Regions from separate parts of the Gossypium hirsutum genome. Here region 2 is linked to region 1. A link is a contact called in public Hi-C data. All regions are on one chromosome and are shown on one strand. Each heading gives the region's core, a stretch centred on a gene start, on an enhancer-like site or on the middle of the called end of the contact. The rest is flanking DNA. Distances are from core to core; before and after follow the strand shown. Region 1 holds the start of LOC107893178 (probable UDP-N-acetylglucosamine--peptide N-acetylglucosaminyltransferase SEC). Region 2 has its middle 23 kb from the start of LOC107893179.

What was found. A called contact is a pair of places that touch in the nucleus more often than the background predicts.
Region 2: a Hi-C map of fibers shows a contact between it and region 1, with 1.8 times the contacts expected there. The contact joins the enhancer-like site here to the promoter of LOC107893178 in region 1. A contact is called at or near these places in 7 of 34 Hi-C or Micro-C datasets (fibers, hypocotyl and leaf).

Annotation. Positions count from the first base shown.
Region 1 is chrA13:103,073,484-103,079,647 of Gossypium_hirsutum_v2.1, forward strand. LOC107893178 (probable UDP-N-acetylglucosamine--peptide N-acetylglucosaminyltransferase SEC) reads right to left here and starts at 2,250. Exons shown (of 27, transcript XM_041085515.1): 1 at 1,716-2,250; 2 at 1,135-1,280; 3 at 953-1,051; 4 at 789-839; 5 at 563-679; 6 at 303-359. The coding sequence starts at 1,905.
Region 2 is chrA13:103,106,016-103,112,179 of Gossypium_hirsutum_v2.1, forward strand. No RefSeq gene overlaps it. Among protein-coding and RNA genes, the nearest start is that of LOC107893179, 23 kb to the right of the region's middle. Within about 2 kb of position 2,821, at least 9 of the 9 cell types and tissues checked have an H3K27ac peak or open chromatin away from gene starts, as enhancers often do. A contact at or near this core is called in fibers, hypocotyl and leaf, where this site is marked.

The DNA of each region.
Region 1 (6,164 bases), core at 1,000-3,499:
AGGGAAGGATGTTTCCCCTCACTTTCTGATTGGGCAGGATGATAAGAGTCAAGGCCAGGTTAATTCAGCAATGAGCATACACACTCAAAGCAAGCAAAAGATTAGACCACTTCCACCAAACGATGGAACGGAATGAGGTCCAACCAAATCCTAGTTGAAGACTTCAACATGGTAATGCCAAAGGCGTGAATTATATCAGTTAACAATTTAACATAATTCAACCCAAGGATTTCACGTCCCTGGCAGCCAGTTATGAGGCTAGGCTATCAAACAGTATAAACATTTCATTTGTGGACACTTACTTCTTGCACCAGCCCCTGTGCCTTCATTAGATTTCCAAGATTACTATGAGCGTCAACCTGCAAGGCAATTAAAACAATGTAGGTCAGATGTCTTGCACAGAGGTCAGAAACTCTTATTGAAATCTTAAATTCGGAGTCACAGTTGCTAAGCAAACAAAGAAACAAAAAAAGTAGAAATTTTAATGTTGAACATCGTACTGAATTATAAGTTTAGAACATTTAACTGGAGTATAATAAGACATAACCAGATTAAAATATACCAGAAGAGGACTCAGTTGAAGTGCTTGACGGCAACATTGTGCAGCCTCATTAAATCTTCCTTTTCGCATGTAAGCACTTGCTAGATTCGACCATGCATCAGCAAAGTTAGGTCGAAGCTGCAGCAATGCAAAATCAAGCAAAGATTAACAATCTAACAACAGATTTGGCAAGCAAAACAGAAAGACAAAAAACTAACAAAACGAGGTTCTATAACCATATACAAACCTCAATTGCAATCATATAGTACCGGATGGCAACATCAATATCGCCTTTTTCCTAGATGTTAGGGAAAAAAAACACCTCCATCAGTTCTTCAACAACTTTCTCTTCTTTTCTTTTCTTTTTATTTTATTTAACTTCAAAAAATTGATATAAAGATTAACATGTACCTTCCAAGCATTTGCCATGTTTCCATAGCACTCTGCAAAACGAGGCTCAATTCGAAGGGCTTCTTCATTTTTGGCGATGCACATATCATAATTATGTAACTGCAAACATATTCAAAAGCATTAATATAAAATTACAAAACAATTTCCTTGTTAAAGGAAGAAAAAAAAAAGAAATCTTTTACCTGATAATAAATAGCACCCAAAAGAAGCAGATTATCAGTACGAAGTGGGTTTTGATTGTAAACAGCACTGCTATGATCCAATGCTTGTTTGTAGTTTCCAGATTTGTACATCTGATGAGCTAGAGCCAAGTGCATATCTTCATCAACTGCATCTCATTGGTGAGATCAGCGATTAAAATAAGATGTTACACAGATAAAATATTCTATGGATTTAGAATTTTACACTAAAGCATATATAATAAATTCTTCAGACAGGCATAAAGTAATTAAATTATTTCAATTTTGAAAGCTAAAAACGAATAATGGTGATCCAAAAAAAACCCTAAAAGTCTAAAATTTATGCATCAACACGATTTTTTCCAAAACAAAAAGACAGATCTAACTCAAAATTATAGCTTTAAAGAAATCAAATAAGAAATATTATAATCAAACTTCATGTTTTAAAAAATAAAAAGGAACTGCTATAGTCTAATATTTTGCGTGTCTATTGTAATTTTTATGAAAGAAATAAATATTTAAGCTCGAAAATTAAGAAACAACAATAATTTAAACGATTGATATAAAAAAATGAAGATGTGAACCTTCATGTGAATCATGTCCATTCTGAGGCACAATACTGAACGAAGAAGCCGGCTCCTGCTTCACCGCATAAACGGCAGATTTTCCAGCAGCTACCGCCGCAGCATCGGAGGTTTCATCAGCTCGATCGAAAACTCCAACGCCGTACGGAGCGGCCCTAGAGATCCCAACTCCGTTTTGCAACGACAACATCTTCGATCTCCCTCAATAAAGAAGAATCATCAAAAAAATCGGGAAAAAAAGTTCTGAAATCTATCAGATCAAAGGCCTAGAAATGAAACGCGACGGAGAAGAAGTGCACTCGATCAAACGCCACCGTTCCCTAATCGAGCTTTCTTCTTCTTTTTTCTGTTTCCTTTTTTTTTTTTTTCTCAGCTAATTTCCGCTATTTTCTTGAGACCTGTCGTCGGATACATTATATACTAAACAAAAGAGAAATGTGAGCCGTTGATCTGAACGTGCACGGAGGAGATGAAGCCGTTTGGTGAGAATGTTGAAAACAAAAAAGAATATTCTGTTCATTACTGACACGTATCTAGTGTGAATGTTTGATGATCTGTTTGGGTGATTAAACTGGTAAAGTTTCACGTTATTTGACCAATAAAAGAGAACGTAAATTTTTACCCCTAACAATAAATATTAATTCTTGAAATTTTCTTAACCCCAAAAAAGTACGTTGAATCGCAAATAATATGAAAACAAAGGAAAATCATGGCAATTAGAAAGAAATATTATTTGCCCAATTTCTTGTTTTCCTTTCTAAGTTGTTAGATTGTGGTTTCTATCTTGAACAATTTTGATGAACTTTGAAGATTTTTTTGGACAACCTGAAAAAGTTAGGACAAGAGTACGCCCTGCCTTTGATTTGTCGAGGATAATGTTGATCCACATACAATCTTTAATAGCAAGCTTGTAAGAAAAGATATTGTCGAGGATAATCAAGTTTTGAAGTTACTCTATCACTTTTAATTGCGGGTCATTCGATCAAATTAAATAAAAAAAAATTTTGAGTTAATCGAGTTGACGAATTTTATTTTATTATTCTAATTTAATTTTGAATTAAGTAGAGTGAAATGAAATTCGAGTAAGGTCGAATAATGTGAAATGTTCAAGTTAAATTAAATAAATTAAACACGTTAAATTAAAATCCTGTTACAATATAACTAATTTCATATTGGAGCACATAAATTTGAAACCATATATATTTAAAAACTTTTTCAAAGAAAAATAATTTAAAAAAATACTTTAGTATGATAAACCTAAAAAATTATTGTTCTAGAATTTTTTTAATTTTTTCAACTTTCTTTATATATATTTTTAGGATTTTTTTTGAAATTTTTAGAATTTTTTAAAAAAATATAAATTTTGGAATTTTTATAAATATTTTGAATTTTAAAAATTATTTTGAATTTTTTAAAATTATTTTAAATTTTTTTTGTAATTTTGTTGAGAGAGACCGATTTACTCATTTTCAAACTTGACAGGGGTATTTACACCAATATGTTATTTGAATTATTCGAGTTATTCAAATTGTAAAATTCAACTCGATTTGAACTAGAAACTTGAATTACTTATTCGAGTTGATTCGAATAACTCAAATAAATCGATTCGATTACCTCAAAATTAAAAAAAAATTCAATTTTTTCGAATTGAGTCGAGTTTTGCTCACCCCTACTTTTGACAAAGACAAAAGACATGTCATTGTCATTGTCATTCTAGATAATAATCGTGCCTCCTATGAAATTATTGTTTGGGCTTTTACATATGTTGAGGCATAGAGTCCACTTAGTGACATTATTTCTTGTTTCCTAAGTTCTCATTGGAGGGGAGATCATATTTCTTCTACGAGATGTGTCCTCAAAGGAAGAGAGCCAAAAACTTGATGCATCCGAAATTGACTAACAATTTGACTAAGACAAATGCGCCTATCAATTAATACTATAACTATGGTTAGTATAGATATCATTCCCACGAAGACTAAAAGTATTAGTAATTATTGTATTTCTATTATTTAGCCGAATAAATCGAGTAATTGATTAAAAACTAAAATTAATTAAATTAATTAACTAGCCAACACAGCAAATAATAAATCAAGAAATAAATTATTAACAACCAAGAAGCAAATAATACCTAAGAAAGAATTCACCTAGATCTCATTTGTCACAGTTAATCTAAATTACGTAATTTCTTTAGTTAGTAACTTGATCCGTAGAAATCTCTAGATTATGCTAATATTTCTTTCGAGAGTAAGAGCAACTGACTCTAGGTTGATTAATTGAAATTTCCTTCTAATTAAAACCCTTATTATCGTATTAACTCGTGCTATGAATTCTCTTATTAGGTTTGGCTCTGATCTAGTAGATTTATGTCGTCCTATTTCTAGGATTGCATGCAACTTCACTCAATTACGTAAGATCTCCTCTTAAACAGTGTCTACTCCTCCTCTAATTTAAGCACATCAAAAATGGATCAATAATATAGAAATATCTAACCAAGAATTAAGCACACATAATTGAGAATAAGAAATTAAGTATTTATTCTATAAAATAAAAATCAAAAGATAGAATTCATTATAGGGTTCATCTCCTTACATATTTACAAATTTAGTTTATACTTGCAAATAAAAACAACTAAAATACACTATAGCCATAAGAAACAAATATTCTCATGATGATTTCCTAAGAAATCAAATGTGAATCTTCAATCTTGACAGAAATCTACTTCAAAATCGGTTTCAACGGTATTTTTCAAGTTGTTTTCTTGAATATTGTAGAAGGCCCATTTTGCCCGGGCCTTTAGACTTATAAACCAAATGTAAAAATCAAAACAAAAAAATAATAAAATCATAAAAATTATAAAACAGTCTAGCCCATTTACATTTACACTTGTAGCCCAATTTATAAACCCACTTTACAATAAGGTCCAAACCCAAACTAAGACTAACCCAGTTAACCCAAACAACCCAAAATACCCCAGGCCCAAAACACCTTTTCGGCAGAAACCCTAAGGTCTGCTCTACGACCTCGCACGAAACTAGTCTCCATGTCACGGTTTTCTCCTCCGTACGGCCATCGAACCTCGAAAAGATATCGAATAACAGCAGTAACAACCACAGCAAATAACAGCAAAGCAATAGTAGAAAAAATAAAGGAAATTTGTATTTATTTATTTATTATTATTTTTACTTCGATTCGGATATAAAAGGGAGCCGATTGTTTATTGTAAGGGGGATTACGAGCGCATATTGAAAAAAGAAATCAATCAAAATCAGTTTTTCAAAAAGGTGATTTCAGATCTCGCTTTTCTCTGGAATTTAGTTCTTATTTCTTTGATCTTCATTTGCTGCAAAAAAAAAAGATACAAAGGAAGAGGGGTTTTTCTTATATGTTGTTTGGCGTCGGTCTAGCTAGTGTTTACTTCTTTGGTCCCAAGGTTGACGGATCCTTGTGGATCTGGTCGAAACCGCGACAGTGGTGGAGGTGTATTAGGCACCGATGAAGCCCACGGGTCGACTAAGAGGGAGAAGAGATTGCAAAGTTTTGAGAGAAAAGGTTTTGAAATTTGTTTTGAGAGAATAATTGGCCAAGTGAGGTTATTAGGGCAATTTTTTGGCTCATATATGTGTTAAAAAAAATACGTTGCTTTAAGCCGTGAGCTTTGGTGTTGAAACGGCGTCGTTTCACGACGTAACCCAACCACCTGACCCGTTTACCCTCAGGACCCACACGATTTCGCGATAAAGGGATATTTGTGCTATAAGTCCCTCCCCTCCTGCACCGATCCTTATTTAAGCCTCAATCATGTTTTATTTGTTTTTTGCATTTTCCCTAAGATTTGCGCATTGTTATAATTTAATCCTTATTTGAACACTGCGTTTTGAGATTCGGGATATTTGTATTCCAAGTCCCTTCTCATTTGTGCGCGTTTTATTTCGATCCTCGGCTCTGTTTTAATGATTTGCTTTATTTATAAATTATCCTTTCAATTTTTTTTCCTATTTCAATTAAGTTTAAGTTTATGTTTTTATATTCTTAAAATTTATTTACTATTCATTTTTTTAACCTATTATTTTAACATACTATTTTGAACTATTTTATTAATTTCATTTTGTTTTTTTTCTTTTGTATATTACTGAATTATTTTATTTATATAATTTATTATTTTAAAATTTTCTCCATACAATTCTATGTTTAAAAATTTTTATATAATATTTATCCTCATACATTCATATTTATATATACATATATATAATTTACATCGAATTACTTATTTAAATTCCTTTTCGAACATGTTCATATACTTCTTCTTTTAAATTTATTTATGTATATTATTTGTTTCTTTTAAGAATCCAATTTTCGCATTATATTTTGTTTGTTTCAAATATTTTCCTATATTATTATCCTTTTGTATATACATTATTTATATTAAGTTTTCATTTCATATATATCATC
Region 2 (6,164 bases), core at 1,571-4,070, 33 kb after region 1:
AAATAGAAAAAGTTAAACTAAAAAATATATAAAGTTTAGGAATTGTACAATCGAAGAAGTTTAGCATTAAAAGTTGAGAAATTTAAAAATTTAAAATACATAGATTTTTAAGAATTTTCAATAATTTTTTTAAAAGAAAAAAAAGTATATATTTTTAAAAATTTATATTTATGAAAATATTTAAAATTCAAAGTCAATGTTCGATCAACAGTCAGTCAATGCCGATCAATAGTGATCAACATCGGGTCAACATAGGTAAATGATGACCAATGTCAAATAGTAGGTCAAAGTCAAAGATGTTTCTTAATATTTAATTTTCTATTTTTAATTAAAATTAATATTTTTATTTTAAATAAATCTAAATACCACATGACACATTAGATTGATTGGATTTGCATACTACTCATTTGAATTTGTGCCACACGTTAATCGATTTTTTTAACACTGTTATAAAAAATGCACTGAACCGAGTAATGAAATGATTAATTAAGTACAAAACTGGGAAAAAAAATTTACGTATAAGAGGGGTAAAACAAGCAGAGAAAACTTGAGCACTAAGCCATGATTTTTTTTAATGAAATTTCCTTTTCCCAAAAAAAATACAAATTATCTTAAAATTAATTCTTAAACTATTATCTACCTATTATCATATTTAAATATTTTATTAGGTTGATGTTATTCTCAATCGAGTCACTAACTCAGTAATGAATTTATTAAAATTTTCTTATTTTTAATAAGCAATAGATATTAATTTAAAGATAATTTTATCTTTTCATATAAAATCTAGAAAACTACTTATGCATAATGAGATTCAAACAAAAAAAATTAACGATCTTTGATTATTTTTTTTCAACTTTACTATTTCAAGCATTTATTATTATATATATTTTTAATTTATTACATATATTTTTCAATAACATAATGGGTATAACAATTTGTGTTGTTTATCATTTGCTTGTATAAGTTATGGTACACAAGTAATTTTTAATGTAAATTTATGTGTTTATGCATTCGTGTTATATTTATTTATTTTCTTGTATTTTTATTATTTCTCTGTATTGTATGTCCTATAATTATTATGTTAAATTGAAAGTTCTTCTTATTGTGTCGCCATGTTGTTGTGTTAGTATAATTCTTATGGTCACAATTTCAAAATAATAATTTTATATCTATTTTTAATAAAGTATTTAGGGAGATTTCTAACACCTTTGGCTATTCATATTATTTCATGTTTTGTATTATTGATTGTTGACAATTACCACAACTAATAAAACTTGGCAGAACAAAACAAGCCCCAGGATGAAGGCTTATCCTCATTTTCCTTAACACTATTAATAGGGAGGATTTTCCCTAAGTTTGGCGATCTGCATAAGATGAGGCTACCTAGTCACTTTATGAGTCGACTTATTAATAATTTGTCGTGTTTATTAGAAATGCATAAGACGAGACTACCCAGTCATTTTATGAGTCGCCTTATTAATAATTTATCGTGTCTATTAGAAAAACAGATGTTAAAAAGATTATCTTAACACTAAATAATATTGAAGAATAGTACAAAATTCAAAAAAGTTGACTCGATAAGCAACGAGTGCATTAGTAACCTCTAAACAATCGGATTAAAAAATCACATTATCATAGTTCAAACTCTACGTCAAGAAAGTCCCTAATAGCAACAAGCTCACCTATTCTTAACTTCAAAATAGATTAAATCAAACCTAAAAAACCACGAACAAAATCCCCAATGTACGGGCCCAAATTTGCCCGGGCCCAATAAGCTCAAATCAGACAAAAAAACCAAACTAAAATTAAAATGTCCAGTTTAAATTCACAACCCAAAATCCAAACCCAATTACAAATCCTAACTCAACTAAACCCAAACCTATGGAGCCCAAAAGGCCCAAAAACCTAAACCAAATCAGAAACCCTAGGGTTTCTGATTCCTTAGGCGCCGCGCCTACCTACCCCATGTGCATTGTCAGCACCTCCAACGCCCGAGGCTCAGTCTTGCACCAGAATGGCCCCGTCCCATCGCCTTTGTAACACCTGCAAACAAACATAAAAGAAAACAGAAAAGGAACAGAGAACCAAGACAAAACGCAACAGTAGAGAAACAACAAAAAGAGAGCAGTGATAGCGACTTGTAATTCGGCTATATAGCCAAAGAACAGAAATGTAAAAAAAGGGGGGGGGGAACCGATTGTATTTGAGGGGGATTTTTTTTTAAAAAATAAAAAAAATTGTAATACAGAGATCAAAAAAATCAAAAAAGGGAATAGAAGAAAAGGTTTGGTTTAAATTTTTTGTCTCTTCATTTTTTTTTGTTTTTCTTTTCAGTTTTTTACGAATCTATTTTAAATAAAAAGACGAAAATAAAAGGAAATAGAGGCTTACCGGATCTCCCCTCGGTTGCGACGTCATCGGAGCCCCCTCCCCTTTCCGTCGTCGAAAGAGAAGCCAAAGGGGAAGAGGAGGCCTCCTTTCCCCGGGTTTTTGGGTTGTGAAGATCTGGCCTCCCAAACGCGCCTTGAAACGGGGCTAAAAGGCCCATTTCGCGCATGGTCGGTCGTCGGTCATGGTGGAGGAACGGTGGATTGACAATGGCAGCGCAAAAGGCTACGGTTCAAAACCCTAATAGAGAAAAGAGGGGAGAGTTCCAGTTTTTTTTTTAAAATGGCAGTCGGAATGAGTTTTAGAATAAAATTTGGTCTTTATAAGGGCATCAAAACGGTGCCGTTTTGCACCCAACATCACAGCGCCAAAACGACGTCGTTCCATGGCCATGACTCGAGACCCGATCCAATTACCCTCAGATCTACGCGTTTTCGTTCCAAATGGAGAATTTGTGCTTTTAGTTCTTCGTATTTACGCCATCATTTGATTAAGCCCTGTTTATACCTCTTTGTTTTTTTAAATCTTCCCCTGGAATTTGCGCGTTATTTCAAATTAGTCCACGGTTTAATATTTCATTTTGATATTTATTTTATTTGTTTCTTAGTCCTCTTTGATTTGCGCGCATTATATTTTAGCCCTTGATTTTGTTTCAATGATTCATTTTATTTATTAATTCCCCTTTTAGTTTGCATTTATTTCAATTAAGTTTGTTTATTTGAATTTATGTAATTTCTATTAATTTATTTATTATTTGGTTTTTTTTTGGGTATATGATTCTGAGTTATTATTATCGATTTTACATTTGTCTTAGTATGTTATTTTTTACTTGCATTTGTACATATTTTAATTGTTTTATTATATAGTTCATTTAATTTAAAAAAATTCTCTTTTATATTTCTCTGCTTTAAACATTCGTATGATGTTTATTCTTAAATACCTATTATTTTTATATATATTATTTATATTAGACTATCTTTTTAATTTATGTACATTATTTAGTTATATATACATGTGTATGCATTGTCTCGTATATTACTATTACTATTATTACTATCATGGCTATTACTTTTTATTGTGATTATATTTTCTTTTTTGAGTTTACCCATTTATTATTTTATTATTAATTAATTTAGCATTATTTACTATTATTATTGTTATTTTTATTATTACTACTATTTTTGTCATCTTTTAAACTGTTTTATTTAATATTTCATTATTTTTTTTGTTTATTTGCTTATCTTCATTTTTATTTGTTTTACAAGCTGTTTTATTATTCTTTTATTCATGTAATTATTTTTATTTACTTGTTTGTCTTCCTACTATTTATTTAGTAAAATTTCAATACTTTCTCGTAAATTTGTATTTATTTAAAATCTCTTCATATGTTATTTATCTTGAGCCATTTTTTGTTACTCGTTTTAAATTTTCTTTCATAAATTATTCCTTTAAAATTTATATTATTTCATGTGAAATGGTTTCATATAGTTGTAATTTAAATTGTTTTACACTCTATTGGTTTTAAGTTGTCACATATACAGTTTTAAGTCATTTTCATGTTGGCTATCTTAATTTGTTCCATGTATCATTTCCTTCATCATATTTTACAATTGTTTCTTAGTTTCTTTTTATTTCGCCTTTGTGCTTATTTATTTTAATCGTTTATTAATTTAGATTTTATCATTGTGTCGAAACCATTTTTCAGATTTAAAGAAAAATGGGGAATCGACTTTTTGAAAAAATGAAAATGTGGAGTCGCCACCAATATTTTTTGTTTAGGTGTGATCGGATCACCTAGAAATTTGGTTATTTTAATAAAATATTTCTTTTTACTAAAAAACAATGATTTTGGTCTTACGAAAATATGAGAAAATAGGTTTGGGAGTCGGTTACGCATGAGGAAGGATTAGCACCCTCACTAAGCCCAAAATTGGTACCAAATCAATTAAATACTGTCTGTCGAAACCATTTTTTTGAAAATGGGCATCGACTTTGTTTGAAAACAAAAATTAAAACGGGAGTTGCCACCGATCTTTATTTGGTGTGATCGGATCACCTTTGTTTTAATAACAATTTTAGTTTACTAAAATGGCATTTTGGTCTACGACATTCAAGAGAACAAGTTCGGGAGTCGGTTACGTGTGAGGAAGGATTAGCACCCTCGACACGCCCAAAAATTGGTACCGAATTGATTAGTTAGTGTCTTAATGTCGAAAATTAAAAATTGGGAATAGATTTGAAATACAATCCTTTTTTATTAATATCGATTTTAAAATTCTTGAATTAGCTCAAAACGATTGTTAAATACTTCCTTATCTCAAGATATCGGAGTATCACATCCCGTAAGTTAGGATGCAATACCATGAACTTTCAAGCACAAGTTTGTCTTTAATTTTAATTGGAACTCCGTGTATTTTAAAACTCAAAAGGATGTTTGGCAATTTAGAATCAACGAGAAAATTGAAACCCCGTAAGTTAGGGCAAAATATCTCGATGTTCTAGAACGCGAAACATTGTCTTATTTTGAAATTTTATTTTTAAATAGTAGCGAATACGATATTTAAATGACATATGTTACTTCGTTTGGGATAAAAAAAATCAAGCGATCCGAGTTGGATAAGTATGTTGGATTAATGTATGACATGATTTAAACTAAGTAAAACAAAGATATAACATGGAGCATGGAATGATATAACGCGAATACAATATTACACAAACAAATGATAATAGTATGGAAATACGAATGAACGAATTATACTACAATGGCAGAAATCACACAATGCATATTATTTAAATATCCATGATAATAATTAAAGAATTAAATAGATAACATAATGCCATTTAAAATAAATAATTAAACAATTTGAGTAGGTAATACAAAAAAATAAAAAAATAGATATTTAAAAAAACAATTTAAAGGGAATAGGATAATACAATCTAAAATAATTAATACACAAAATAACTTAAAAATACAACTTAAAATGAATAGTATATATAACAATTTCAAAGAAAACATAGTATGTGAATAAATATTATATGGAAAACAAATTAAAAAAATACATATAATATATAAAAAGTATATAGAATAATTTTGTATAAGTAATATATATATGAAATCTTAAAGTAAATAATGATAAAAGGTTTGTGATAAATGATAAAAGAATTTAAAATCGTTCACATATAAAATGGTATAACAAAATAACATATAAAAACTTAAAACAGATAATATATAAAATAGTTTAACAAGAATAACGTATAAAAATATTTAGAATAAATAATATGAAAAGAGATATTTGAAATAAATAATGTCTAACAACGGTTTAAATAGAAAAACATATGTATACAAATAATCCAAATAAATGATATATAAGAGTTTAAAGTATATAAATAATTTCATAATAAATAATATATATATATAATAATTTGAAGTATATAAGATAGGAACCTAAAATGAATAATGATAACAGATCTTAAAAAAAATAAAAAAGAAATAAATAAATCAATTAAACCGACCAAGGATTAAGTTGAAATAGAATTAAAATTTAGGGTATGAATTATAAATAATAGAAAATAGGCTGTCGAGGACCTAAATGAAATGCACTGAAACAGTAAGGGACTGCTTGGGAAATATTCCCAGACGTCATGCACTGCGTTTCGAGGTGGACCATACTGAAACAAAAACAAAATCATGCGACCAAAATTAAAAAATAAAAGAAACAAACAAGGGCCACATTGCAAGGCCTCGCAAAAGCGGTGGGACCTCGAGCATAAATTCC